4 separate regions of the Mus musculus genome follow, and regions 1, 2 and 4 are each linked to region 3. Evidence: chromatin contacts called from public Hi-C and HiChIP or PLAC-seq data. All regions are on one chromosome and are shown on one strand. The core of a region is the stretch at or near the end of the contact, and the rest is flanking DNA. Distances in the headings are between cores, read along the strand shown.

The links. A called contact is a pair of places that touch in the nucleus more often than the background predicts. HiChIP or PLAC-seq counts read pairs in DNA pulled down with a chosen protein or histone mark.
Region 1: a contact with region 3 is called in an H3K4me3 HiChIP or PLAC-seq map of the SCID.adh cell line, with 20 read pairs. The contact joins the enhancer-like site here to the promoter of Trmt12 in region 3. A contact is called at or near these places in 2 of 39 promoter capture datasets (cranial neural crest and embryonic stem cells), 2 of 15 datasets of contacts at CTCF or cohesin (the NIH/3T3 cell line and pro-B cells), 1 of 484 Hi-C or Micro-C datasets (bone marrow-derived macrophages), 17 of 115 datasets of contacts at active chromatin or transcription factors (the SCID.adh cell line, acute myeloid leukemia, bone marrow-derived macrophages and 8 more) and 4 of 9 other capture datasets (adipose tissue, embryonic stem cells, liver and 1 more).
Region 2: a Hi-C map of liver shows a contact between it and region 3, with 1.7 times the contacts expected there. The contact joins the enhancer-like site here to the promoter of Trmt12 in region 3. A contact is called at or near these places in 9 of 39 promoter capture datasets (the C10 cell line, the HPC-7 cell line, cranial neural crest and 4 more), 6 of 484 Hi-C or Micro-C datasets (the G1E-ER4 cell line, the N1E-115 cell line, embryonic stem cells and 2 more), 13 of 115 datasets of contacts at active chromatin or transcription factors (the 230-238 cell line, the SCID.adh cell line, acute myeloid leukemia and 8 more) and 2 of 9 other capture datasets (adipose tissue and pancreatic islet).
Region 4: an H3K27ac HiChIP or PLAC-seq map of extraembryonic endoderm stem cells shows a contact between it and region 3. The contact joins the enhancer-like site here to the promoter of Trmt12 in region 3. A contact is called at or near these places in 11 of 39 promoter capture datasets (the HPC-7 cell line, the SN4741 cell line, Sertoli cells and 7 more), 4 of 15 datasets of contacts at CTCF or cohesin (the NIH/3T3 cell line, embryonic stem cells, large pre-B cells and 1 more), 4 of 484 Hi-C or Micro-C datasets (bone marrow-derived macrophages, embryonic fibroblasts, embryonic stem cells and 1 more), 37 of 115 datasets of contacts at active chromatin or transcription factors (the 230-238 cell line, the NIH/3T3 cell line, the SCID.adh cell line and 26 more) and 5 of 9 other capture datasets (adipose tissue, embryonic stem cells, liver and 2 more).

The regions. Positions count from the first base shown.
Region 1 is chr15:58,612,382-58,619,110 of GRCm38.p6, forward strand. Fer1l6 (fer-1-like 6 (C. elegans)) reads left to right here. Exons shown (of 41, transcript NM_001370912.1): 23 at 6,094-6,204; 24 at 6,446-6,607. Among named protein-coding and RNA genes, the nearest start is that of Gm36451, 19 kb to the left of the region's middle. Within about 2 kb of position 3,895, at least 13 of the 459 cell types and tissues checked have an H3K27ac peak or open chromatin away from gene starts, as enhancers often do. A contact at or near this core is called in the SCID.adh cell line and bone marrow-derived macrophages, where this site is marked.
Region 2 is chr15:59,289,772-59,296,115 of GRCm38.p6, forward strand. Gm36617 (a long non-coding RNA gene) reads left to right here. Exons shown (of 4, transcript XR_875370.3): 4 at 1,810-2,180. Among named protein-coding and RNA genes, the nearest start is that of Sqle, 22 kb to the right of the region's middle. Within about 2 kb of position 1,895, at least 16 of the 459 cell types and tissues checked have an H3K27ac peak or open chromatin away from gene starts, as enhancers often do. A contact at or near this core is called in bone marrow-derived macrophages and liver, where this site is marked.
Region 3 is chr15:58,868,961-58,875,095 of GRCm38.p6, forward strand. It overlaps Trmt12 (tRNA methyltranferase 12), which reads left to right and starts at 3,689. Exons shown (of 1, transcript NM_026642.2): 1 at 3,689-6,135. The coding sequence starts at 3,795. The coding sequence ends at 5,135.
Region 4 is chr15:58,427,962-58,434,825 of GRCm38.p6, forward strand. Fam91a1 (family with sequence similarity 91, member A1) reads left to right here. Exons shown (of 24, transcript NM_145959.3): 9 at 2,031-2,137; 10 at 2,218-2,256; 11 at 2,701-2,813; 12 at 3,245-3,360; 13 at 4,554-4,666; 14 at 4,933-5,019; 15 at 6,703-6,835. Among named protein-coding and RNA genes, the nearest start is that of Fam91a1, 16 kb to the left of the region's middle. Within about 2 kb of position 4,745, at least 18 of the 459 cell types and tissues checked have an H3K27ac peak or open chromatin away from gene starts, as enhancers often do. A contact at or near this core is called in extraembryonic endoderm stem cells and intestinal villus epithelium, where this site is marked.

The sequences.
Region 1 (6,729 bases), core at 2,645-5,144, 260 kb before region 3:
TCAATAATTTTGTTGAAGATGTTTGCTGGACCTTTGAGTTGAAAATCTTCATTCTCATCCACTCCTATTATCCGTACGTTTGGTCTTCTTATTGTGTCCTGGATTTCCTGGATATTTTGAGTTAGGATCTTTTTGCATTTTCCATTTTCTTTGATTGTTGTGCCGATGTTCTCTATGGAATCTTCTGCACCTGAGATTCTCTCTTCCATCTCTTGTATTCTGTTGCTGATGCTCAAATCTATGGTTCCAGATTTCTTTCCTAGGGTTTCTATCTCTAGTGTTGCCTCGCTTTGAGTTTTCTTTATTGTGTCTACTTCCCTTTTTAGGTCTAGTATGGTTTTGTTCATTTCCATCACCTGTTTGTATGTTTTTTCCTCTTTTTCTGTAAGGACTTCTACCTGTTTGATTGTGTTTTCCTGTTTTTCTTTAAGGACTTGTAACTCTTTAGCAGTGTTCTCCTGTATTTCTTTAAGTGATTTATTAAAGTCCTTCTTGATGTCCTCTACCATCATCATGAGATATGCTTTTAAATCTAGGTCTAGGTTCTCAGGTGTGTTGGGGTTCCCTGGACTGGGCGAAGTGGGTGTGCTGGGTTCTGGTGATGGTGAGTGGTCTTGGTTCCTGTTAGTAAGATTCCTCCGTTTACCTTTCGCCATCTGGTAATCTCTGGAGTTAGTAGTTATAGTTGACTCTGTTTAGAGATTGTTCTTCTGGTGATTCTGTTACCGTCTATCAGCAGACCTGGGAGACAGATTCTCTCCTCTGAGTTTCAGTGCTCAGAGCACTCTCTGCTGGCAAGCTCTCTTACAGGGAAGGTGCGCAGATATCTTGTATTTGGACCTCCTCCTGGCCGAAGAAGAAGGCCCAAAACAGGACCTTTCTCAGACACTGTGTTGCTTTGGCAGTTCCCAGGTGGTACAGACTCTCACCTAAGCAGACTAAATTCCTAAGTTCCTTGGAGTCCCGGGACCAAGATGGCGACCGCTGCTGCTGTGGCTTAGGTCGCCTCCCCAGCCGGGCGGGCACCTGTCCTCTGGTCCGGAAGGTGGCCGGCTGTCCCCGGCCCACACAGGGTGCTGCCTCAGCCCCTCTGTGCTTCTGCCTGTTCCAGAGGCTGTCAGGTTCTCTGGCGCACCCTCTCACCTGTTCAGACTAATTTCCTAAGTTCGGCGGGTCCCGGACCAAGATGGCGACCGCTGCTGCTGTGGCTTAGGCCGCCTCCCCAGCCGGGTGGGCACCTGTCCTCTGGTCCGGAAGGTGGCCGGCTGTCCCCGGCCCACACAGGGTGCTGCCTCAGCGCCTCTGTGCTTCCGCCTGTTCCAGAAGCTGTCAGGTTCTCTGGCGCACCCTCTCACCTGTTCAGACTAATTTCCTAAGTTTGGCGGGTCCCGGACCAAGATGGCGACCGCTGCTGCTGTGGCTTAGGTCGCCTCCCCAGCCGGGCGGGCACCTGTCCTCCGGTCCGGAAGGTGGCCGGCTGTCCCCGGCCCACACAGGGTGCTGCCTCAGCCCCTCTGTGCTTCTGCCTGTTCCAGAGGCTGTCAGGTTCTCTGGCGCACCCTCTCACCTGTTCAGACTAATTTCCTAAGTTCGGCGGGTCCCGGACCAAGATGGCGACCGCTCTGCCCACTTTTTAAAATGTATTTTTAATCTTTGTCCCTTTGATACAGTTCAAGGGAAAGCTATCTTGTTCTTGCCTTTCACTGAAGCCCCCACCGGCTTGAGCAAAGTAAGATTTTCCTTCTTCAGGTTTGCTGCTCGTTAAACCATCTCATTGGTAGTCTAACTTAAGTGAATGGACTAGTTTTACACAGCATCTCTGTGTGGTCTCCCTGATTGAAAGCTATCAATTAATGATCTACTAAGCTGAATTGTGACATTCACCTGAAATGAGCTAGGGACAGATCAGCAAAACAAGAAGGAGGACTCTGGCATAATGTTAAGATCTTCCAGAAGACTCTGCTTGGGCCCAGGAGAGTCTTCTTGAGTCATCAGCTAATCATAGAGGTGGCACTTGCCTCCACTGCTGGCTAACATGCCAGTGCATGTACATGCTTGAACTCACATTTCTTTCCTGGGAAGCACTAAGGTCTCTGTCTAGCCAGGACATGCACACACACATACACTCACTCACATACACACACACACACACACACACACACACACACACACACACACACATGCGTGCGCGTACACACACACATGCAATACACAAACACCACACATACACACACACTCATGCACACATTTGCTGTTTGAACTAGGATATATTTCCTCTGAGGTTTTTTTTTTTTTTTTTTGCCAGTGTTGGTGACAGTGTCTTTCAGTGTTTTGAAACTACCACTCTGGCCTTGGGCTTCCCTTCTCTGGTGAGAAGCTGTGTGTTATCCTTATCATTGCTCCTTTGGAAAGTAAACTTTCACCAAGTTTTTTTTTCTCTGGTGGTTCTATGGATCGTGATAGAATTTCCATCTCTTCCTCTTTACTTTAGGTTCCAGTTCTTTTCTGAGTTCCTTTACTGTGTCTTTCATCGAGCAGATTAAGCATGGTTATTGTAGAGTTTATATCTGATGACGATTCTCCCCAAGTCCCTTGGGATCTATTTGCTTGGTGTTGTCTCTCTTGACATTTGACTGCATTGTCCCCTCCTTTCGTACCATGTGTTACTGCTCAATGGACATTGGATATAACAATCTGTAGAGAAATTGAAGCCCAAACATATAATTTCCCTCTAGAGAACTTAACTAATATGTTTTTTTTTACTTATGAATTATTTTTGAAGCCTCCAGGGCTTTGCTCTGCACTGCATTGGAACTAATCAGGTGGCCATGTGCTCTGATGGAGACACAACAGCATCCTGGAAAGCCAGTGTGTGTTAGATTCTACTGAATGAGAGTGTGGGTTAGCTAATCTCAGTAGGGTTCTCTGCAGGGGAGCAGTGTCAGGCCATAGATACCTGGGAAGAGGAAGCTATAGTTAATACTCTGTGTACACATTGTTAACGTCTGGACTGAGACATGGGGGAAGTCTTGCCATTCCCATGGTTCTGAGGCTTGGAGTCCTTAATATGGTGGTTGTCATGCCAACAGCATACATTCTCTCAGGACTTCATCCACCCTACACAGGAGCAATCCAGAGTCAACTCCATTCAACTAGAGACAAGTTAAAGTTGAGCCTTGAGGAAGCCAATGCAGCTTGCCTCCCCTCCTCAGAAATTCTCTGTGGCAGGAAGCATGTGAGTGCTGGACGTGCCTCTCAACTCTTTACAGCAGCTCTGTGACATGGACATCACTGTCTCCAATTTACCAGTGACAGGGCTGAGATGCAGAGATCCGGAGTAACTCTCCCAAGTTCATCCAGCTAGAAAGTGAGAGAGCCCAAGCATGGTCCTTCATCCCTGCGATGAGGAAGAGAAGGCTGTGCAATGAGAGCACAGACAGGAAGACAGAGAGAGGAGAAGGGCTACTGAACATCTGTAGCTATCCAGATGTGCAGGGCTCAGATTAAGGTCATACATGGCTCTGCGAGTAAACAGCTCTTTAATTTTTGCACTGGGTACACCAAGTACCCGTCTTTGCCCTGGTTGTGTAGCTAGACCTTAGTGAGTTCTTTATATTTCATCTTCCCTGAAATATTAGAGCAAATTGTTCGCAACAAATCACTCCACTTGTCCCATGTTGAATTACATCACCTTCATAATAGCCTCTTCCTCCCCAAGACCCCATGTACTGAGCTATGTATACAGGCCACACTGACCATTTCCTTGTGAAGACATGGGAATCGGGCAACCAAGTGCAGAAACCAGGCTTTTGTGAGTAATCCTGTACTCTCCTTCTCTGAGCCTCAGACACCGAGCTGGGTACCACGTGGGTCCTTCAGGATCTGCTGCTTTGGGGTCTATGACTCATCTCCGTGAAGCTTGGAGCTTGGACAAGAGGACATCTTTCCTTACTTCTTCTGACTCTCCAAGCCCTCAGGCAGTACTGCACATGCAGTGTTTTCTTGATAAATGTTTACTAGCTGACTGACACATTAGCTCCATATGTTAGAAGACTGCTCATCAAAACTGGCAAAGCTGAACACCCTCCATTTCATTATTACAGACGTATTTTGTTGGCCATGGCAGATGTTGTTAAGCCAACTACTTGAAAGCCCAGAAAGAGACATGCAGATGCTCAAATACCAAATAGGTCAGAGATAACGAAGCTACAGAATGAGCTGGAATGGGAAGCTGGTGCAGTGAGGATAGATCCCAGCTGCCTGGCACTGGCTGCTAAAGTCACTGCATCTGGGAGGCTAACTGCTCCTCCAACATCACTCATAAAGCCACAGAAGCGCTAAAAGGCACACAGACAGATACTGCAGATATTTTTCTCATTTGTATTTCTTAGAGCTTATATAGTTATGTCAAGTCTTGTGTGTGTAAGACAAGAAAGTAGAAATGAAACTCTCTGGGTGAACTAAGAGGACTAATGGGGGGGGGGTGAGAGAATCCTGTCCACTTGTATGAAAGTGTCCTTACATAACCCAGTACCATGTGTCATGAATAGGAAACAACCAGCTGAGACAGTGACCAGGAAAGAGCTGACTATGGACATTCTTTGTATTCTATTTCAATCTGTCATGTAACAACCATGCATATTTCTAATTCATGCTCACTCTATTATAAAGTGAAATGGGTTTTTAAACAATGTGGAATGGGCAGATCAGGGCACTTGGGGTCCCTAGTACTTCAGATATCTATCACGTCTTTGTGTGTGTAGAGGGGAAGTCAATATTCAGAACCCTCGATTTCTGCTAATCATGTTTGTCCTGCTGCTATAGGACATTAGAAATTATCCCTTGAGTACAACTAAAAGTGTTAGTCATCTTTTGTCCAGCTCCATCCTGACTCTCACCCTCCCCAGGTTCCAAGAATCATTATTAGACATGCTTTATAAAAGGCAACATGTATGGGGCTTCAGAGATGGCTCAACAGTTAAAAGCATTTGCCTCTCTTGGAGATGACCCAACTTTGGTTCCCAGCACCCACACGGTGACTTACAACTATGCATCACTCTAGGGGATCAAATGGCCTCTTCTGGGCTCTAAAGACACCAAGCAGGCCAGAGGTGCACACACATGGGTGCAGACAAATACTCATACACATAAACTAAACAACTAAAATGAAATAAAAGAAAATCTTCTAAAAAGGCATATTTTAAAAATTCTCAGAAAAAGGGAATTGTTTCCTTATCCTGAGAGAGCTCTGAGAAGTCACCCCAAAAGGCAAACATTTATGACCTTAAATATTTACCCCCAGCTCTTAAGTATGGTGGAGATGGAATGGCTGACAGAGTCGTTCACAAAAGCCTGGTTTCTGTACTTGGTCACTCAATTCCCATACTTGTGTCTATATAGAAGATACAGCACAAAGGGCAGAGAGCAGGAAATGGCCTCAATAATCCGGACCCAATCTAGAAAGGCTCTTGACAGATGGGGGCAGCAAGGTAGGTCTCAGATAGAGGGCAACATGGCCTACATGTGGGACTGCCTTTAGTAGACTTCTCTAGGTCCTTTGTTTGGCATTTATGCACAGCACACTGATTGTAAGGTGCCCAAGGGCACAAAAGCGACCCACTTTCCTCCTAAGTTCCACACTCAAAAGATTTTATTTTCTGCTTCTCTGATTTCATTAAATACGATCTTGTTCCAGAGCTGTACAGTATGGTCTTCCTGTAGCTCTTGACTCTCTGGAGGCAGTGGTTAGTAGAGCCATCAAAAGCTTAGGATGTGACCACAGCCCCTTTGCATCCACTGATACATACTTTGGTGTTATTTTTATCAAGCTGTGAACATCTATATACTTGTGGGAGGTTCACTCCCCATTATCTGCTGCTATCATCACTGAAAGCTGTGTCTCATGGCATACCCCAAGTGCTCACTACGTGCTTTTCAGTCAACAATGATTGACAGAAGGTGATAGGCTGCAAGGTCTTTGTTGCTCTTGAGGCTGATGAAATAAAGATATCTTGCTGAGGAAGTGCTGCAGAGCCTGGCTACTCTTCCTCACTTCTCTCAAGTCTGCTCACTGAGGGTTCTTTTGTGCCACAGGTCCCTCCTTCTGGGCTGCAGGGCCTCCCTCCCACTGGCCCACCGGACATCACACAGATCTATCCTGTTCCCTCCAACATCCGGCCAGTGCTGAGTAAATACCGTGTGGAGGTATGGTTCAGAAAGTGGCAGGGGGAGGGGTAGCCCCCTAGAACTCATGGGGAGGGAGTGGTCCCACCTGCATCATTAAAGGACAATGGCAGGATGGCCAGCTCGCCCAAGAAAGACCCTGCCAGCTGAACTGGAGACCTACCAGCAGCTGCACGGTCTGCAGTCGCTCCCAGGAGTCACATCGGCTTTTCCATTGGTCATACACCAGGCTCCTCTCTGACTCTGCCCACCCTCTCCTCAGGTCCTTTTCTGGGGTGTCCGAGAAATGAAGAAGGTACAGCTCCTCTCTGTGGACCGGCCACAAGTTCTCATTGAGTGTGGAGGAGGAGGCGTGAAGTCTTGCGTGATCCAGAGTTATAAGAACAACCCCAACTTCAGCGTGCAGGCAGAGGCCTTTGAAGTGGTATGGGTCTCTCCTCCCTCAGCTTCTCGTCTCCCTTTCCACAGCTGGGCTCCTTTCCTTCACCCACTTGGCCTGGACAGGAGATGCCTCAAGATTTCAAGTGTGTACTGTCTTCATGGGGA
Region 2 (6,344 bases), core at 645-3,144, 420 kb after region 3:
AGCCATGAGCCTCTCCTGTGGGGGCTGTGGGGACAGTAACTTTGACAGGAGCCAGGGTCCAGGAGACATGAGGGAACACCTACTGTCCCATGTAGGTGGGAATTACCATCCATCATGTTCTACCGGGGTTCCACCTCCCAACTCGACTGGAGACCAAGCTGTCTGTGCATAGCCCATTGCCCCACACACTCAAGGGAGGCTCCTTTCTCTGTGATAATTCCAACTTGTGTCAAGTTGGTATTACAAGACCAGCCAGTAAAGTGATTGGAGGCAAACAGCCAGCTCATCTTGCCAATCCAACAGAGAGAATGAGTGACCCAGGAAAACACGCTGGGCTCTAGATACTGACTTGTGATCTTCACACAGGTTCATATTCACAGCAAGTATATCCTCACACATATGCATAGCACACATGTACTCAGACAGACAGACAGACACACACACACAACTAATCTAAGATGCAATGTCAGATAGTAGGTGGCTGGAGTGTAATTTTTAGGCAAGATAGTAATGAAAGGAAAATGGAGCCAACGGTTCCTCCCTCTCAGAGTTATGTTTAAAAATGTAAAGTTCTTCACCTTCAGCCAAAGCCTTGTCCACCCCAGACCCACTTCCTGCACTATCTCCCCTAGGAAGAACCCTTTGACTGAGCTCCAAGCCCTCAACATGCCGGAGGACTTCAGGCAATATGTTTTCCAAGGATGCCATTAGTATCTTGTAGCCAAATCTGACTTTTGAACAGCAGAAACTAAATATCACCCAAATCTGTCCCTTTGTGGTCACCTCTCTGTGATAAGTTAGGCATGGTATATCTCAGGTGAAGTGAGGCCAAATGCGAACTTTATAAACACATGGAAACTTGAATGGGCCTCAGAGCCTTGCTGTTGATAAGCCTGGACTATGTCTCATAAAGACTGTTGGAATAGGGTGGGTATCCTTTTCTTAAGACTCGTCCAGATTGCACAGTGAGGAACCCTGGCCAGACTCTAGGCACCATTGGTGCTGGTCATTTCTGAAACATGCAAAAGCAACTATATTGCACTTCTGAGGGGTATTCCTATTTCTGTTCCTTTCTTAGTTTTCTAGTGCTACTGTGACAAAACGCCACAGGAGGGGGCCAGGTTAGTGGTGCATGCCTTTATTTTTTTTTCTTTCCAATTTTTTTATTAGGTATTTACTTCATTTATGTTTCAAATGCTATCCCGAAAAAATAGTCTTGCTCCTCCCACATCCTCCACCATAACCTGGGTGTGAAGTGAGGTTAACCTGGGTGTGACATGAGGTTGGGGCTGACCAAGGCAAATGGACTCCTAGGAGGTGAGGTCAATTTTGTGAGTGGTTGATTATAAGGGGAAAGGACACTCTCAGTGCCCACCTCTCCCAGGTCTGTGTATAAAGACCTGACTTTGTGTAGAGACCTGTATGGTACCAAGAGTTAGAATTTTCCTGCACATCATCAGGACTGTCCAGTCTTGGTCTTTTGACATCTGGCAGGAGATTGGCATGTAGTGGATGGGTGCTAGGTTGAGAACATTTGAGACTAATAAATTTATTAGAAAATTTAACCTTCTCCTCTGCCCTCTAAACCTCTCTCTCCCCTCCCTCCCTCCTTCTCTCCTTTCGCCCCTCTCATTCTTGCACACGTTTTTTCTCTCCCAATACATATAATACACACTTCACATAATTACATAATTGTAGTTATATAATGTGACTCACATTAGAGAGTATCTGTGGCCATAATCCTCTATTACTTCCAGGTTTGTCTGAGTTACATAGCATTTACACAATATTGCTTTTGTTTTTTTCTAGTGTTTGTAGACCATGAGATTAAGCAGTCAGCTTGCTCTGCAACACTGCTTTCATTTTGTTGCCATCTTACAAACAGCTGCCTCTGGAGCCACCTGCTGACACAGTGTAGAATCCTTTGCAGCTAAGATCACTAAGCAAAGCGGCTCTCCAAGCAAACAGGAGAGAAGCTCAAGATTAGACTCTGCTCCATGGACTTCCCACAGCCAAGCAGTTAAATCATCCTGAAAATCTCACTGGTCATGTGAATACTCGGATCCAGTAAATGGGGTAGCCATGTGAGGTCCTCTAAAACTCAGGGACCTTTGATTGAAACTACTGTTGACGTGGTTTTGAGCAAGGAATAAATACTGATCATGGCTTGCCACCATCTATATCTGCCATATCTTATACCCAACATGTAAATGCTGGTATTTATTCCACATGCAACAAATAAGGAATATAGATTCGGAATCTGTCTCAATTCTCCCATAACAGAATACTAGCAATACATCAAATTTGCCATAGTCCACTTTGCCCACTTAGTGATTTGTTTCAAGAACTTTCCACCTGGGGACAGAACTTTTTCACATGAATGTCTGAAGAGTTTTCTGTAGAAGCTGAATTGCTATAGCAAAGGGGGAAAAAAGTTGGGATTTTGGTAAGAAAATGTGTTTTGTTCCTTCCCGCACTGTGGGCCCCCCCCCCCCGCCCCGCCCAAGGTCTGGCCAAAACTGCATGTGGTTGTGCTTTTCAAATCTCTGTTTATCTGAGGATAGAAATTGTCCCAGAGTTTCAGCATTATTTGCAGAACAATAGAGAATAGAGAATAATTCTCTGTTCGTGCTTTTTTATTAAATTGTTCTCCTAGTTGTATTCCAGACACTAGTTTAAACCCCTTGTCTGTGTTTTGTTTCTAAGCCAGCTAGTGGTTTGCTCTTTAACCTTATTCATACTCTGGCTATTTTTCCTATGCTAGAAAACAATTTTTTTATTTGTAGTGCTTTAGTCCCTTTAGAAAGCTCTGACTCAATATATATTTCCTTCCTTCCTTCCTTCCTCTTTCTTTCTTTCTTTCTTTCTTTCTTTCTTTCTTTCTTTCTTTCTTCCTTTCTTCCTCTCTAAGACAGTATCTTGGTGACCTTGATGACTTCAAACTCATAATCCTCCTGCCTCTACCTCCTGAATATTTGGATGGCAGACCTGCCTTATCTGGCATCAATGGGAGAGGAGGCTCTTGGTCGTATGGAGGCTCGATGCCCCAGTGTAGGATTGAAGGTGTCATGCAAAGGATTTGAGGTTTGGCATTATGAAGCAAGCCTATGAGAGGCTATTGGTGAAGCCCAGTTGCAGCAGAAGACCCTAGCATAGTGGAGATGCCAGTATAATGGGATGATCACTAAGAACAGCAGCAGTAGTGGAGTGGATCAACCTGAGCTTAGAGTGCTACAGAGGGCAGAGCTGGAGAAGTGAAGCAAGCCCTTTGGAGGAGCTCAGAAGATCATGTGTGGATCCCAAACACTGAAACAAGAAGCTGTAACATTGAAGTTACATTGAAGATGCCAGAGTCGTGGGCTATCTGCTGAGGAAAGCTGCTAACGGAGTGGAACCAGCCTGGGAGAAAGAAGTTGGTTGCAGTCAACAAAAATGGAAAAAAAGAGTTGGAGATCTGAAGACCGCTTTGACATCAGACGTGGAGATGCAGAGTTTGGAGTTGCCCAGCTGGTTTCCTATCTTTTGCTTTGGGGATTAAGTGATTGGATGAATCTCAGACAGGACCTTGAACTTTGGGCTTTTAACAGTTGAGACTGCTATAGACTATAGGGGCTTTGTAAGTTAGAATCAATGTATTTTTATTATGCTATGTTTAGGTATGAGCCCCAAAGACTCATGTTTGAACAAGCCAGGGAGTGGAATGTGATGGTTTGTATATGCTCTGCCCAGGGACTTTCACCATTAGAAGGTGTGACCCTGTTGGAATAGGTGTGTCACTGTGGGCATGGGCTTTAAGACCCTCATCCTAGCTGCCTGGAAACCAGTATTCTGCTAGCAGCTGTCAGGTGAAGATGTAGAACTCTCAGCTCCTACTGCACCATGCCTGTCCGGATGCTGCCATGTTTCTGCCTTGATGATAGTGGACTGAACCTCTGAACCTGTAAGCCAGCCCCAATTAAATGTTATCCTTACAAGAGTTGCATTGGGGGCTAGTGAGATGGCTCAGTGGTTAAGAGCACCGACTGCTCTTCCAGAGCTCCTGAGTTCAAATCCCAGCAACCACATGGTGGCTCACAACCATCTGTAACGAGATCTGATTCCTTCTTCTGGGGTGTCTGAAGACAGCTTCAGTGTACTTACATATTATAAATAAATAAATCTTTAAAAAAAAAAAAGGAGTTGCATTGGTCATGGTGTTTGTTCTCAGCAGTAAAACCTTAACTAAGACACCTATGAACCACAACAACCAGTGTGGCAAGATTACCATAGGAGTACAGTAGTGGCCTACATGACCTTGGTATAATCTCAAAAAACTGTTTTAAAATGTACAAAGTAACAATGTAACAGCTCTCTAATTGGACTTTAGACTCACTCAGCAGAAGGGAAATCACACCAGGTACTGGAAACCTAGCCAACTACCCAAAGTAGTGACGTCATGGATCTTGGAGGAACACCTACAGTTGCTACTGTACTGACACATTCTGTGAATTAGGTTTGCTGCAGACCTTTTTTGGTCCCTGTCTGCAGAGGATGAGTCTCTGGTTGCAGGTAGACAAGGAGTTGGCAAATGAATGACAAACAGAAGCAACACAAGAGATTGTGTATAATATGAATGTAAAAGTCGAGCATCAAACTTTTTATACAGAAGAGTAACAAGAAACCAGGCAAACACATCCTCTCTAAGTTACAGTGACACAATACAAAAGAAATGTATATATCAAAAGATGGCAGGGACCAGGCCTTGTTTACCACTAAGAAGGGAGCCAGGTATAATGCTAGTCTATTGTTAAATCCACCACCAGGGGTTCTTAGTAAATGCCTGATTATGCTGTTTCTTTGGGCCTAGTGAAGAAACCTGTCTCTGGATTCCCTAACTCTTTCATGGTAAACTCACCTATTCACTAGGCCATTGCGAATTCCCTTGTCTGGGTAAGACTGGCTATTGTCCCAAGTAAACACTCTGCAAACCGGCCCTGATCTATTTTGGCTCTGTTCTTTGTAATGCCTAATTAGTTTCACTGTCTCTATTAGAAGTAAATTTGAATGTTACTGAATAGGTAACCTTCTTACTGAATTCCAAGTTTGTCGCTTCAAGGGTTTTCTGGAATGTTGGAACACTGGGGAAGGCTTAGCTATGTCAGAATTTAATCTTTAAAGGCACTTATAATAAAATACTAAAAGAGAGCACGTGTAAAAAGAGAGCACGTGGATCCATACACCAGACTAACGCAGGGCTAAGGTATGAGTATATGGGTTATAAGAATGCCTGGTTCCAGGAGGTTGAGTTTCCTTGAAACTCCTTGCCTTGTGAGAGCTTCCAGGCCTCTTGGCCTACCAAGCAGACTTCACTGGAGTGTGCGTAGCATAGGTTTAAAACTTGTATTGTGTTAATTGGATTCCTAAAATTGCAGGAGAATCCTTATGAAAGATGCTGAGGGTCCTTGACCCCCAGTTGGTTCTGATTGGTAAATAAAGTGGCCAGCAGCCAATGGTTGGTCAGGGAGACAGAGGTGGGACTTTAGGATTTGTGGACAAAGGGACAGAGAGAAGAAAAAAGAATTGTGGCTGGGCAGTAGTGGCACGAGCCTTTAATCCCAGCACTCGGGAGGCAGAGGCAGGTGGATTTCTGAGTTTGAGGCCAGCCTGGTCTACACAGTGAGCTCCAGGACAGCCAGGGCTATACAGAGAAACCCTGTCTCGAAAACACCCCCCCCAAAAATGTACAAAGTGGTTTTGCTCTTTTCTAAGAATTTGAGTAATTATCACCTTTATCTATTAAAAGATTATCATGGCAGCCAGGCGTGGTGGTGCACGCCTTTAATCCCAGCACTCAGGAGGCAGAGGCAGGCGGATTTCTGAGTCAAGACCAGCCTGGTCTACAGAGTTCCAGGACAACCAGGACTACACGGAAAAACCCTGTCTCAAAAAACAAAAAACAAACAAAAAAAAGATTATCATCTTCAAAAGAAACTCCATATAGTCTATAATGTTTGAATGATTTAAAAAAAAAAAAGGCATGAAATAGGGATTGGGAATATGGCTTAGTTGGTAGAGTGCTAGCTTAGCACACATGAATTCCTGGACTCACTCCCTAGTACTACATAAAACTGGGCACAGTAGTACATAACTATAATCCCAGTACTCAGGAGACAGAGGCAAGAAGATCAGAAGTTCTAGGTCATTCTCCACTCTAAGACCAGACTGGGCTATCTGGGACTTTGTTTCAAAGTAAAATAAAAAAATATGTAATCCCCAGGATATATTTGTGAATATTTGTATTCATTTTCTCGCTCATAGTTTGTGGTGATTTAAATAAAAATGATCCTATAGACTCATAGTTGAAT
Region 3 (6,135 bases), core at 2,439-4,938:
AATAGCTACCAATACCCTTATACATGTGGGGATGATTGCAATCTCTTGCATGTACCCCACTAAGTCAAAACTCAATGCACTCTTATTTTGACTTCACCTACCAGGTTTCCAAAATGCCAGCAGCCTCTCCAGGGCTACATTACATAGATGGGAGTGGGCCAGAGGGGAGAATGAACAGCACGGCACGGTGATCCTTACGGCTTTTGATTAAAACATTGCAAACTTTACAAAGACATATGACCCACATGTAAGGAGATTGCTCAGCACACACTCCGTCACACACACACAATTGGAAGGGGCCCATGCAGGTGAACATTTCTGAAACTTAATCTTTAAGAACAAGTGTGAGACTGTGGTGGTGCACGCCTTTAGTTCCAGCACTTGGGAGGCAGAGGCAGGTGGATCTCTGTGAGTTCAAGGATAACCAGATCCTGAAAGCAAAATAGCCCACTCTGAGATGTCACTGACTCACTACTGCATGCACCCTCTCATTCAGGCACTGTGCAAAGCTTCAAGGGAGGGAGAAGTGAGGGCCCTTGTTACAGAAGAAGCCACTGTTTGACAAGGATATCTGACCTGCGCCACCTGTGAGACATGAACAGAAAACTTGTAGCATGTTAAGGAAGAGCTATAACTTTCTATAGATTTAATGGTAGAAGGGGGTGGGGAGAGGCAGAGAAAAGTGACTGGGAAACATAGGGGCTATTCCTTAGGTAAGTTCAAAGATGAGGGGAGGTTCCGTGCAAGTAAGAGATGGGTGTGCCTTCTCTTCAGCCTTCTCCGAGGATATGATAGGTCATCGTCTTCAGTGATTCCCGAAAGTTGTCATATGAGGATTGGCCAGGTGTGTAAAAAGCATCTAGTGAGCCAAAGGAAGGTGGAGAGAACGCCCACACAGCTCTGAGCCAGAGGTGAAGATTTTTTTTTTTTTTTTTTTTTTTTTTTTTTGCATTTCTTTTTGGGAATGTCACCAGCTAAGTGGCCCATGCATGCCCCCAGTGGAATCATGCGGTACTACAACTATATATGGGTTCGGTGCACCACTCTAAAAACCAATGTTTATCACACAGTGAAACCTATGTACTATTAATGCGTTCCTGGAAAGAGCTACGTTTGCTTACCTGGGTAGTCCGTGACAGTAAAGGGCATCTAAGGGTGTCGAGTAAGGCCTGTGGAAAAGGTGCGATCCTTGAAGAGCTTTAGACTTGCAAACCCTCCAGGACTTTTGTCAGTTTTGACTGCTCTGTGCTGGCTATTGCTGCCCTCTAGCGACAATATTTTGAAACAAAAACACTCAAACTACGAAGTAATTTTCCTTCAGGTATTTCTTCAGCCTTTCATTTAACAGTTCACTTACACGTTCTTTATGTAAATACATTATGTCCAACTCTGTGTGGCAGTACTCATGAAAATAATAATGAAATACAGTAAGGGAGAAAGTCCAGCTCCATCCCCTAGCTCTTGGAAACAAACCAACTCCCTCTGGGGAAAGATAGCCAGCATGAGATGAAAAGATTTCGACTGTAAAATTCTGCATGGTGATATGGAATCAGGCTTGTCTTACTGAAGAAGGACAGGATGGGACAAAGAAGTCCTGTGAAGGCACTTGTTGTCTCAGGTCTGACAAGTATGGTGGAATAACAGGGCAGAAGTACAGTTTTCTGGGCACAGAAGAGGGGTAGAAGTGTGTGTGTGTGTGTGTGTGTGTGTGAGAGAGAGAGAGAGAGAGAGAGAGAGAGAGAGAGAGAGAGAGAGAGAGAGAGAAGATCTTATCTAATGCTTAGATCTGTATGAGGTACCTAAGCAGCTCTGGAGAGAGACTGTGTGGTCTCAGTAAGAAAGACTATAGACAATTGTGTTTGGAGGTTTATAGGAATATGTATGACCAGGGATTGACCCCAGACTCTGGAGCATACTAGACAAGCACTCTACCACCCCAGAATTGTTTTACTTGCATGAGCTGAAAAGATGCCTGCTACCAGACAGAACATTCCACACGTCAAGAGCAGAGTGGACACTCCTGTCAAATGCACATAGAACGTTCCCCAGAACAGACCATATTCTAAACTATGAGAAAGGCTCCAGTAAGTCTACAGGAGCCCAAGTCATACAAAATATGTTCTCTGACAATGGTAGAGTACATTTTTTAAATAAACTGAAATAAATAAAAACAATAATTTGGAAAACTTTTTTGAGTATATGGAAATAAAGCAATGCAGCCTTAAATAACCAGTGAGCCACGGAAGAAAAAGGTATAGATAACCCGAGTCCTCAAGCCTGGTGGGAAAAGGATGCTCTCAATGGGAAAGTGCTAGAAATAAGTCCCAGGTTGAAAAGGAAGAGACTACTATTCCAACCTAATTGTCTGGGCAAGGCAAACTTCACCTCTTGATCAAGAGGGTGTGCTTAGAAGAGAGAACACACAAACACAGGAAGTGCATTTGGCTTGTATTCTAACTCAGGTGGTAACTGGGTCTGTTCCCCAGTCTGGAGTCCAGCCTCACAGCCTTAATTAAGGGAACTGGCACACAGGAAATATTGAAAGCTGAAAGGGGTCAGGGTTAGAAGAAGAAAGAAGTCACTGCTACAGGATATCAAATTCCTGGAATACAGCAATGGACCTTTGTGTAAACAAAGGGATTACTGGGTAGGTGGAAAATTAAAACATTTGCATAAAAGTCTGACAATTGGGGAGAGATAAAAAAGATTTCAACTTCTGTCCTAAACAGAAGTTTTCCAGCATTTGATAGAAAAGTCTCACATTTGATTTTTCTTATAGGGCCCACGTAAATGTACTACGGCTATAGCTCATGAATATTCATTTCACTGTTTACATTTACAGACCTATAAGTCAATACGCTAAAGGATGAGAATGGCCTGGCAAGACGGCTGCACAAGTAAAGGAGCTTGCAACCAAGTCAGACAACCTGAGTTTCGTTTCTTCCTCAGAGCTCACATGGTGGAAAAAGAGGAGAGACACTGCAAGTTGTCTTCTGACCTTGACACCTGCACTATGGCGTGAGTACGCTGCCCCCTAAAAGATAAATGTGTTTTACAAAAGACAAGAGATTCAGCAATTATGAGATTTTGATGATTTTGCAAAAGACCTGGGTTTCGTTCTCTCTTTCTACCATGTGGGGTCTGGGAATCCTGGTTGTCAGGCTTGGTGGCAAATAACTCCCTTACCCTCTGGGCCATCTCTCATTAGAATAGCAATTCTCTCAAGGTGGTTCGGGTAATCAACATTTTCTAGACAAAGATTCCCATTTTTGAGAGTTGACATGTTTCCCTCCTTGGATAACAAGGCAGCCGTGATGAAAATCTTTGCAAGAAAAGGGAATAAGGAAGCTTTATAACATTTCATTTCCAACAATAAGGTGGCTGGTGCTAATTTATAAGCAACACTAGAGTTTTGGAATCCTTTCTGTAAATTCAATCCACTGCAAATTCACTTTTTAAAAAAATTACGAGCATCGCTAAAGAGAGTGTATAACGTTTCCGGAGGATATCGACTCATTTCATGAGTTTTAGTTCATAGAATTACTAAGTTTCCTAAGTACAGACTAACCATAACAAAAATGGCTGCCGCGGTTCCAGAAAGCAACCCACTGCACCCGAAATTCCATTCCCTGATCGCAGTAATACTTCGAGATCTGGCTTTGTTTATTGACGTCACTTCCGATGCGCCGTAGCGGAGCGAGTTTAGCTCTTCCGGTTGTAGTGGAAGATTTGCAGGGAGAGAGCAGCCGGAGAATCTCGCTGATGGACGGCGACGGGGTACAAACACTAGCGACATGGAGAGAGAGTGTGAGGAGTCTGTAGTTGTCGCAGTTGTGACTGAGCCCCGGTTCACGCAGAGATACCGAGACTACCTGGAGGAGCAGAAACTCTTGGACAGGCTGCACCGGGTGGCGAAGCTGCGGGATGGCGCGGTGGCTCTGCCGGTGCTGGCGGAAAGCCTTTCTGAGCAGCATCTGCAGGAGCTGAGGGATCGCGTGGCCCCAGGCAGCACTTGTGTGCTGACGCGGCTCCCGGATCCTCTTCCTTCCAAAAAGGCCCGGGTTCGTTCACCTGCTCAGATACTGTGTCTGGAGGTGAGGCGTTGGGTGGAGGACCGCGGAGTGACGTGGTCCGCTGAGTTGGAGGCAGATTTGCCCCGGTCTTGGCAACGGCATGGTGACCTAATGCTGCTTAGTGAAGACTGCTTCCAAGCCACGCTGTGGAAAGGTCTGGAGCCAGAACTCTGGGAGACTGTTGCCTCGGCCCTGGGAGTTCAACGTTTGGCAAAACGAGGGCGGGTGCTACCTGATGGGACTCGAACTCCGTCAGTGACTCTGCTGCTGGGTGACCATGGCTGGGTAGAGCATATGGATAATGGCATCCGGTATAAGTTTGATGTGACACAGTGCATGTTCTCCTTTGGAAACATCACCGAGAAACTTCGAGTGGCGTCTCTGTCCTGTGCTGGAGAGGTGCTGGTGGATCTCTACGCAGGGATTGGTTATTTTACATTGCCCTTCCTAGTTCATGCTGGCGCTGCCTTCGTACATGCCTGTGAATGGAATCCTCATGCTGTAGTTGCTTTAAGAAACAACTTGGAGATCAATGGAGTGGCAGACCGGTGCCAAATACATTTTGGGGACAACAGGAAACTGAAGCTCTCAGACATTGCAGATAGGGTGAACCTCGGGCTCATTCCCAGTTCTAAAGAAGGCTGGCCCGTTGCCTGCCAAGTGCTTCGGAAGGACGTTGGGGGTATTCTGCATATCCACCAAAATGTGGAGTCTTTCTCAGGAAAGACTCCACAGCCACCTGGAAGCAATAACGTGGAAAAAGAGCACTGGCCTCGTCCCCAGAAAATCACCACTGATACACAGGGAAATGGAACTACTGAGAATTTCAGGGGGGAAATATCATCGGCCAACAAACCAGAGTGGTGGAGATGGGCAGAATCTGCAGAAACTCAGATCGCCTCTCTTCTTCATCAAGTGCATGGGAAACCATGGAGGACACGAATCTTGCATGTCCACCCAGTGAAATCTTACGCCCCTCACGTGGATCACATAGTCCTAGATCTAGAATGCCGGCCCCTGACCTCTAGTTGGCCAGAAGGAGTAGATTTACTGACACAGTAATTGCCAGATGAGTGCCTCATCGAGGGCTGTGTTCTCACCCTTCTGTTTTCTGGTGACCTTTTAAAGTGATCTGTGGTCTGAAAATGAACTCTAGATCGATCCAAAGTTGTCTTCTGTTGATCACATTGAGAATGTATTAAAGTATCAGAGGAAACCAATGTGACTCATTAAAATAGGTTTCACCTGTGCAGACATGAATTCTGCATTTTTTACCTTAGCTTTCAGTGATATGGCCTTAATATTCATTTGGTCTTGGATTTATTTGCATATAGAGCCTCCTTGAATTGGATCGTGTGGCTTTTTTTTCTAGTAAGTCATACAGACATTATTACATGAAATACAGTATTGGTCCCACAGAGTACTAGCTACATTATGTGAAATCAACTGGTAAGCCAAGATCAAAATAGGGAAACCAGTGTCCATTTCTACAGATGTTTTGTAGTTTGCAGGTACAAAGTGACAGTGGTTTGCACTAAAGTGGTAGCCATGGGGTCTTGGAAAATAATAGGTTGGAGAAAAATCAGTGTGACCAAGTTATGAACTCCAGACTGAAGCATTAATGTGATGCTGCTTTGATACCGAGACTAAATTACATAGGAAGGGGCAGTAAGTAGAGGTAACTCAAATTCTATAGCATTTCTCAGTGGAGTGTCTGTGTGTGGGTGTGGTATTAAAGTATTAAATATTAGATCTTTTTTATTTTATGTTAAAAAGAGTTAAGGCATAACTCATGCCTGTAATCTCAGTACTTGGAAGGCTGAAGACAAGATGATTGCTATAAGTTCAAGGGCAACCTTGGTCAAGGTATAGAGTAAGACCTTGTCTTAAAACCAAGGATCACTTCTCTGAACTGTAATCTAAAGTTCTAGCCTTGGGCAGTATAATAGCTGTACAAAAATCCTAAGATTTTTATAGACTTCTTTTCCTGGTCAAGAAACTATAGGAAGCGCTTGCCTTTTGTCAGATGCTGTGAACAGGCAGTTGGTGTCAGGTGTAGCTG
Region 4 (6,864 bases), core at 3,495-5,994, 440 kb before region 3:
TCAAAAGTTGGATTAGATTGGATTTATTCATTTCAGTCTGTTTTAACTGCTATTTGAACACCTCTTTGTTTTGAGGTTCTAATGTAGCCCAAGATCACCTCTCTTTCCCTCCTGTACTTTTTTTTTTTTTTTTTTCTCAAAAAGAAGACCCTGTCTCATAGCAGGTGTCCTGGTCTTTTGACTCTTACAGTCTTTTTTTTCTATATGTGTGTTTTACTGCTCCAGTGTCTATATTTTCCTTTATTTCTTTAAAAAGTACTTAAAGATTTTCATTGGAGAATTATATAATATACATACACACAAAATTCTAAATAATTTGCAGTCTGTCTGAAACATGTTTTTATATTTGAGATGAAATAATGCTTTTATTGTATTTGGCTGACCAGTATCTTTTATTTCAGAAAGTGTTTTTATTATTATGTATTTACATGTACACGTGTATGTACTACAGTATATGTACCTAGAGCTGGAGTTGCAAGAACAACCATGTTCTCAACCACTGAGCCATCTCTCCAGCCCAGTGGCCAGGGTCTTAGAAGGACAAATGCACAGCTGGCTTCTGACCCATAGCTTAAGCTGGATTTTACTAAATACTTTATGTTAATTTAATACACATTAGAAACTGATTTTATATTTCTGTAAGTTTTCTCATGTTATTATCCAGATATAAATTATATGTTGAAATGTCTAACTTCTTAGGACCTTAGTATCACCAAGGAAGGGATAATTGTAATACTGTACAACTTGTACGGCTAAAAGATGAAGTGGTGAATGCATTGTATTTGGCAGGTGTTCAGCACCTAGCAAGTATTCATTCAGGAAATGCTTGGACACAGCAGTACTGTAGCATAAGTTTTAACTTGTTAGGTAGGGAATTGCTAAAACATTTCTTTTTTCTTTTCTTTTTTTTTTAAAGATGTATATATTTATTTTATGTATGTGAATATACTGTTGCTGTCTTCAGACACACCAGAAGAGGGCATCAGATCCCATTACAGATGGTTGTGAGCCACCATGTCGTTGCTGGGAATTGAACTCAGGACCTCTGAAGTAGTAGTCAGTGCCCTTAACTGCTGAGCCATCTTTCCAGCCCTGCTAAACATTTCTAAAAAGGAACCCTTAGTTTTTATTACTGGAAAAAATGTAGTGGCCTGTGCTCTCCACTTTTCTGTGAGATTTCATTTTTTTACATTTTCCTTTGTGTATATGAGTGCATATGTTCCATGGACATGTTGTGTTTGTGTGAAAGGAAGTCATAGGGCGCCTTTCAGGAGTCTAATTCTCTCTGCCATGTGGGTGACTGAGTGTGGGTTGTTGGGCTTGCCATCCATCCAGTGCTGTTTTGCTGGCTCTTTCCCAGGATGTTTTGAAGGGATGCGTACACATGGAAGAATGTGAACAAAAGCACACGCCTTCTTTACTGTACTAGGCAGAGTTTGCTGCTAAATCAGATGAAAGCATTTGGACAAAACAGAGAGAGAGAGAGAGAGAGAGAGAGAGAGAGAGAGAGCTTGAATATGAATGGACACTCTACCACAGTGGCTGCTGTGTGCTGGTCTTGACCTTTGGCCCCTTAGTGACCTCTGCGGACTTGTTTCTTCTCAGGGTGAACTAGAGATGGGGGAGGCAGCCAACCTTCCTCCACTTGTTCCCAAGGCGTCTGTTAACTCTCTGACAGTCAGTCTTCCTTCTGCTGCACATTTTCTTGGCCTATAGGCATCAAAAGCACCGCTCTCTCAACCCTTCTGAGGCTCAGCCCCGCTCGTGTCTTTTCACTAAGGCTGAACGGTCTAGTATTCTCTTTGCCTCAGTAATTGAGAGTTCCTTGTGAACCTTCAGACAGCTCTGTGTAGGTGATGTTGTGTGGGCCTTAATTGTGGGAACTTCTGAAAGGTTGCTATGGAGTGGATGAATTGCATAGAAGCTGTATTCAATTTCTGAAAGATTTCTCTTTTTGCACAGGCATTTGAGTTACACTCTGTTGTTTTATGAAACCCAGTGCTGAGAAAAGTCCGTTTTGTTTATTTCAGTCCCCCCTCTGGAAGGCTTTGTAATGAATCGGGTACAAGGTGATTATTTTGAAACCCTACTCTATAAGATATTTGTGTCTATAGATGAACACACTAATGTTGCAGAGGTAAGTGTGGCAAAAACATTCTTGAGAGGACTTACTGATAATTCTGAGATGGAACGGTAATTTTCACTTTTGTTTTCTAGCTTGCAAATGTCCTTGAGATAGACTTATCGCTGGTGAAGGTATGTTTTTGTTTTTGTTTTTTTTTTTTTTAACCCGTTGTAATGTGAGTACTGGGTGGATTTTGCTAGTTGATTTTCATCTTGATACATTACTTACTGATTCTTATTGGCTGCTTGAGGGAGTCTGCATGGTAGAGGGATGGTTGCAGAGCGAGAAAGGGCAAGGTGGAAGCCCTTAGTCTGTTTTCCACCAGGTGGGATGAAATAGAGCACTCACATGAATGTGGGCACCGAGAAGCAGCCTGGTCAGTATCTTGTTAAAGCTGTAACTCCAGCCTCCTTAGTAGAGGATCTAGGGACCGCAGTCCTGGCTCAGACTGTTCTGTGGGCACGGTACAGGAGGAACTCTGGCACATCACCAGAGGCTTAGTTTTGGAAGGTAATTTTTTCCTTCAAATAATCTGATGTCTGTTTTAATGCTAATTTTCCTTCTGTTCCTTTCAGAATGCTGTTTCAATGTATTGCCGATTGGGCTTTGCCCATAAGAAGGGACAAGTGATAAATTTGGATCAACTTCATTCGTCATGGAAGAATGTTCCATCTGTGAATAGACTAAAGTAATTCATTTGTCCTTTATGACAGTTTCCTTTTGAAAAGAATTTTTACATGCAGAAAGGTTTTTTTGTTTTTGTTTTTATTTTTATTAATTTACTCTGCCAATTGAGGTGAATCCTGTATACTAGTGCCTCAGTCATCTGGGTATGATGGATCTTCTGTATAATCTGATGGAGAGCAAGAACTCGTTGTTTAGGAAAAAAGCGCATACACTATTTTATAAACTTAAGAAATGAGAAGAACGTGTGCCTGGGTTTTAGTCACAGTGCTCTTTATGGCCAGAGCAGATTGAGAACTCGTCTCAGTCTCAGATGTGTGCATTGGCTTATGTTCGGGTGGATTGTTCACAGTTGCAAGTACCAACTTCAGTAGCTGTGTTCACGTGAGATCATTTATGTGCTTTTAAAAACATGAATGTATTTTTCATTAATAGGAGCACATTAGACCCACAAAAGATGCTCTTATCGTGGGATGGCGGGGAGAGTAGGAGTCCCGTGCAAGAAGCCTCTTCTGCTACTGACACAGACACAAATAGTCAAGAGGATCCAGGTCAGCAGCCGCTCACCTCAGTGTGCTTTACAGTCTGTCTGTCGGTGCGCCCTATGTCCAGACACAGCCCTGCATCTCCTTTATAGCTCTGCTTTTGGCTTCCTATGTGGTGTGCAGTCTGAGTCCTTACCAGTGTTGTGAACACCGAAGGTATAGGACAAATAAGAACGTGGCATTTACTGTCAGGAAGTTAAGTTGAGGGAGGAAGGGATGGAGTATAGCCCCCCAACATAAATAGTCGTAGTGTCTGGGGCTGCAAAAATAAACAAAGTCCCAACCTTTGCCTTCAGGAATAGGATGTGGTTAGAGCGGCTGTGAATTCACTGGTCACACAGGAAAGGCCATGTTAGCCAGAGAGAGAGTGCCAGCTAAGGCCAAAGGGAGACGCTGAGGGTACTCGGAGCCTGGGCTGGCCTTTCTCCTGTTCTGCCTGTCACCTGGGCCACACACTCAGGAACATAAGCCTGTTGGTAGTGCTTATTGAGCTGATGATTACCAAGGATGTTTGTTTATGGTTTTCAAGGAAATTAACTGTGCTTGTAGGCTTTTCTCTTGCTCTGATAAAACACCAAGACCAAAAGCAACTTGAGGAGGAAAAGGGTTTATTTGAGCTTCCAGCTCACAGCCCGTTGTGAAGGGAAGCCAAGACAGAAACAAGCAGGAGTTCAGGCAAAGGCCCCTGAGGAGTGCTGCTCACTGGTTTGCTCCCCAGGCTCCAGCTCTTTCTCATACTTCCCAGGACCATCTGCACAGAGCTGGGCCCTCCCACATCAATCAGTAGTCAAGAAAATGCCCCACTTATGTGCCTTCAGGCTAGTGTCTCAGAGATATTTTCTCAATTGAGATTCTCCCTTCTTCAGTGATCCTGGCTTGTATCAGTTTGATTTGACAAACTAGCGCAAGAACACAAATCTAAATGTCTTAAAAAAAAAAAAAAGAAAGAAAGAAATGGTACATATCTGTAATCTTTGTACCAGGGAGCTAGATGCAGGAGGATTGGAATTCAAGGCCAGTCCTTGCTACATAGTGAGACCCTGATGCAAAATACTTGAATATCTTAAGACTATGGTATTGGTTATATTTAATTAAGTTTGTTTGGCTGTTCAGATAAAGCTGAAGCAAAAACTTAGTTCAGAAGATAAGCAAAGAAGGCTTTCATTGACTTGATTCCATATTTCATTTTTTTCTTTCAGCTGACACGGCCAGTGTGAGCAGTTTGAGTCTGTCCACTGGGTACACAAAGCGAATTGCATTCCTGTTTGACTCCACTCTGACTGCATTCTTAATGATGGGAAACCTTTCACCGGTGAGTGGTATGCTGTGGGTGTAACGAGGTTTCAGTAAAGATAAGATATAAAGTCATTTGCTGCTGTGCAAATGTCTTTAAGATTAGAACAGGTCCTGAAAGCAGCCAGCTGTGTTACATTCCTGTGAGCAGTGTGAGTGTCCAATGAGGAGTGAAGCACACGCTCACGTTGCCTGTCCTTCAGTTTTAATGTAGTAGAAGCATAGTAAATGTTGTTAGCATAAAAAAAGGAAAAGCAGAGTTTAATAATGTGCTTCTTTTTGCAGAACTTGAAAAGCCACGCAGTCACCATGTTTGAAGTAGGCAAACTCTCAGATGAGTCTCTGGACAGCTTCCTTATAGAATTAGAGAAGGTGAGTGCCCTGGGCTGCCCGTCTGGGACCTTTCCTACTGCACACCAGGGCGGCTCTCCAGTGTACATGCTCCTTGTCCTGGAGCTTGGGATATTCCTGCTGCTTCCTGTCTCTGCTCTACCCCATCTTCTCCTGTGGAGCTCTTTAGACGTCAGCACAGTGAAGGAGTGAATGAGTTCTGTGATTTGTAAGGTGACATGACTAACTTCTAATATGATTTGATATGCTGAGAAACAGGGTAGAGATATTTTAGCCCGTGTACTGTCTATAATCTTTTCTATCTAGCCTTTTATTATTTTTAATTTGATAGGACTGAGGTAAGGTCTGAGGCTGTTGTTATTTAAGTTTTTGTTCCTGTTGTTTTTAATGTGGAGCGGTGTTCCTGAGTGTTATAGTTATGCCTGCTGTATTGTCTCTCCCTGTGAGTGAGTGAGCCCAGTCCCTCACGCTGCTGCTGCTTCTCACTGCTTTCATCCTGGCCCCTGGTCTTTGTGTTCTCTTTGTCAGACCTGCAACCTGGCTAATAGTTTAAGTAGATTTTTGTGGTTTAGTTATGAATTTTATATGTTAAATGTTCAATTTAGAGAATTTGTAGTGGTTTTGTAATTCCTTTAGTCATAAATAAATAGGTTTTTACTATTCCATAGGAATTTTATATTCATTAGTGCAAAAAATATATGAAATAATACTGTTGTAATAAATGTTTAATGTCAGTTGGGGGTTTCTATCCATCCTTTGATCATTCAGTTCCCAGATAAAAGACATACAACTTTTATATTTATAATAAGCCTTTAACGCATTAGAGCTAGGCATATATCTATCCTCTAAGCTACTAAAACCCCCTTCCTCACTAATAATGCTGAGTTATAACTTGCCTTGTTCCATGTGGGCAGCTCTTAACCCCCATTGGCCAGTGCTCATGGCGGTGTGTTCATGACTCACATGTCCCATGGCATCTTCTCTCCCCACCTTCTCTCTCCCCTGCACCCCCTCCCCTCATGGTTCTCTTCAGACCCCAAGCCTGGGAACCCAAACTCGGCCTCCCTCTCTTCTTCCCAGCAATAGGCTGTGGGCATCTTTATTCAGTCAGTAGTTCTCAATTAAGAAGCAAGGTCACATAGCACCACTTGGTGTACACGTGGATTCTCTTGTCCCTGGGCAGCCCTTGGGCCAGTATTTAGTGGTACAATAAAGAGCAACAGACCAAACCTCAACATAATACCTACCAATTGGTTTTGTGTTTGTAATCTCCATTCCTTATTCTTCCAGATGTTTTGTTAGTTATGGTTTTTATCTCTTACTGTACACTTCATGTTCTGATCTGATTATTCTTGTATGCTTTTTTTGAATGAAGCAGAACTGGCTTTGGAACTTTTCCCTCTTTGAATCATACAGAGGACACAAAGCTTATAAACTGTGCTACTCTGGTTTATTCCGTTGTTAAAATTGTTGTACTTGGAGGCCTCCCAGTCATCCTTTAGATGATGGGACTTACTCACAGTTGGGTGAGGTGATTGGCTTCAGTATTTCCTGGGCAAGTTTTTGAATTACAGTTTTAGTTTTGGTGTTGTTGTTATTGTTTTTTAATATCTAATAATTTAATAACCTGTGTTAGTTACATGATTATTAGTGTGAATAGCATGAGAGTGGTGTTTAAAGAAAATCTGTTTTCTCTTGGTTTAGGTTCAGAGCACTGGTGAAGGAGAAGCACAGAGATACTTTGACCACGCACTTACTCTGAGGAACACTATCCTCTTCCTGCGTCATAATAAGGATCTGGTGGCTCAGACCTCTCAGCCAGACCAGCCCAACTATGGTACGGAAGGAGACACAGCAGTGATCATC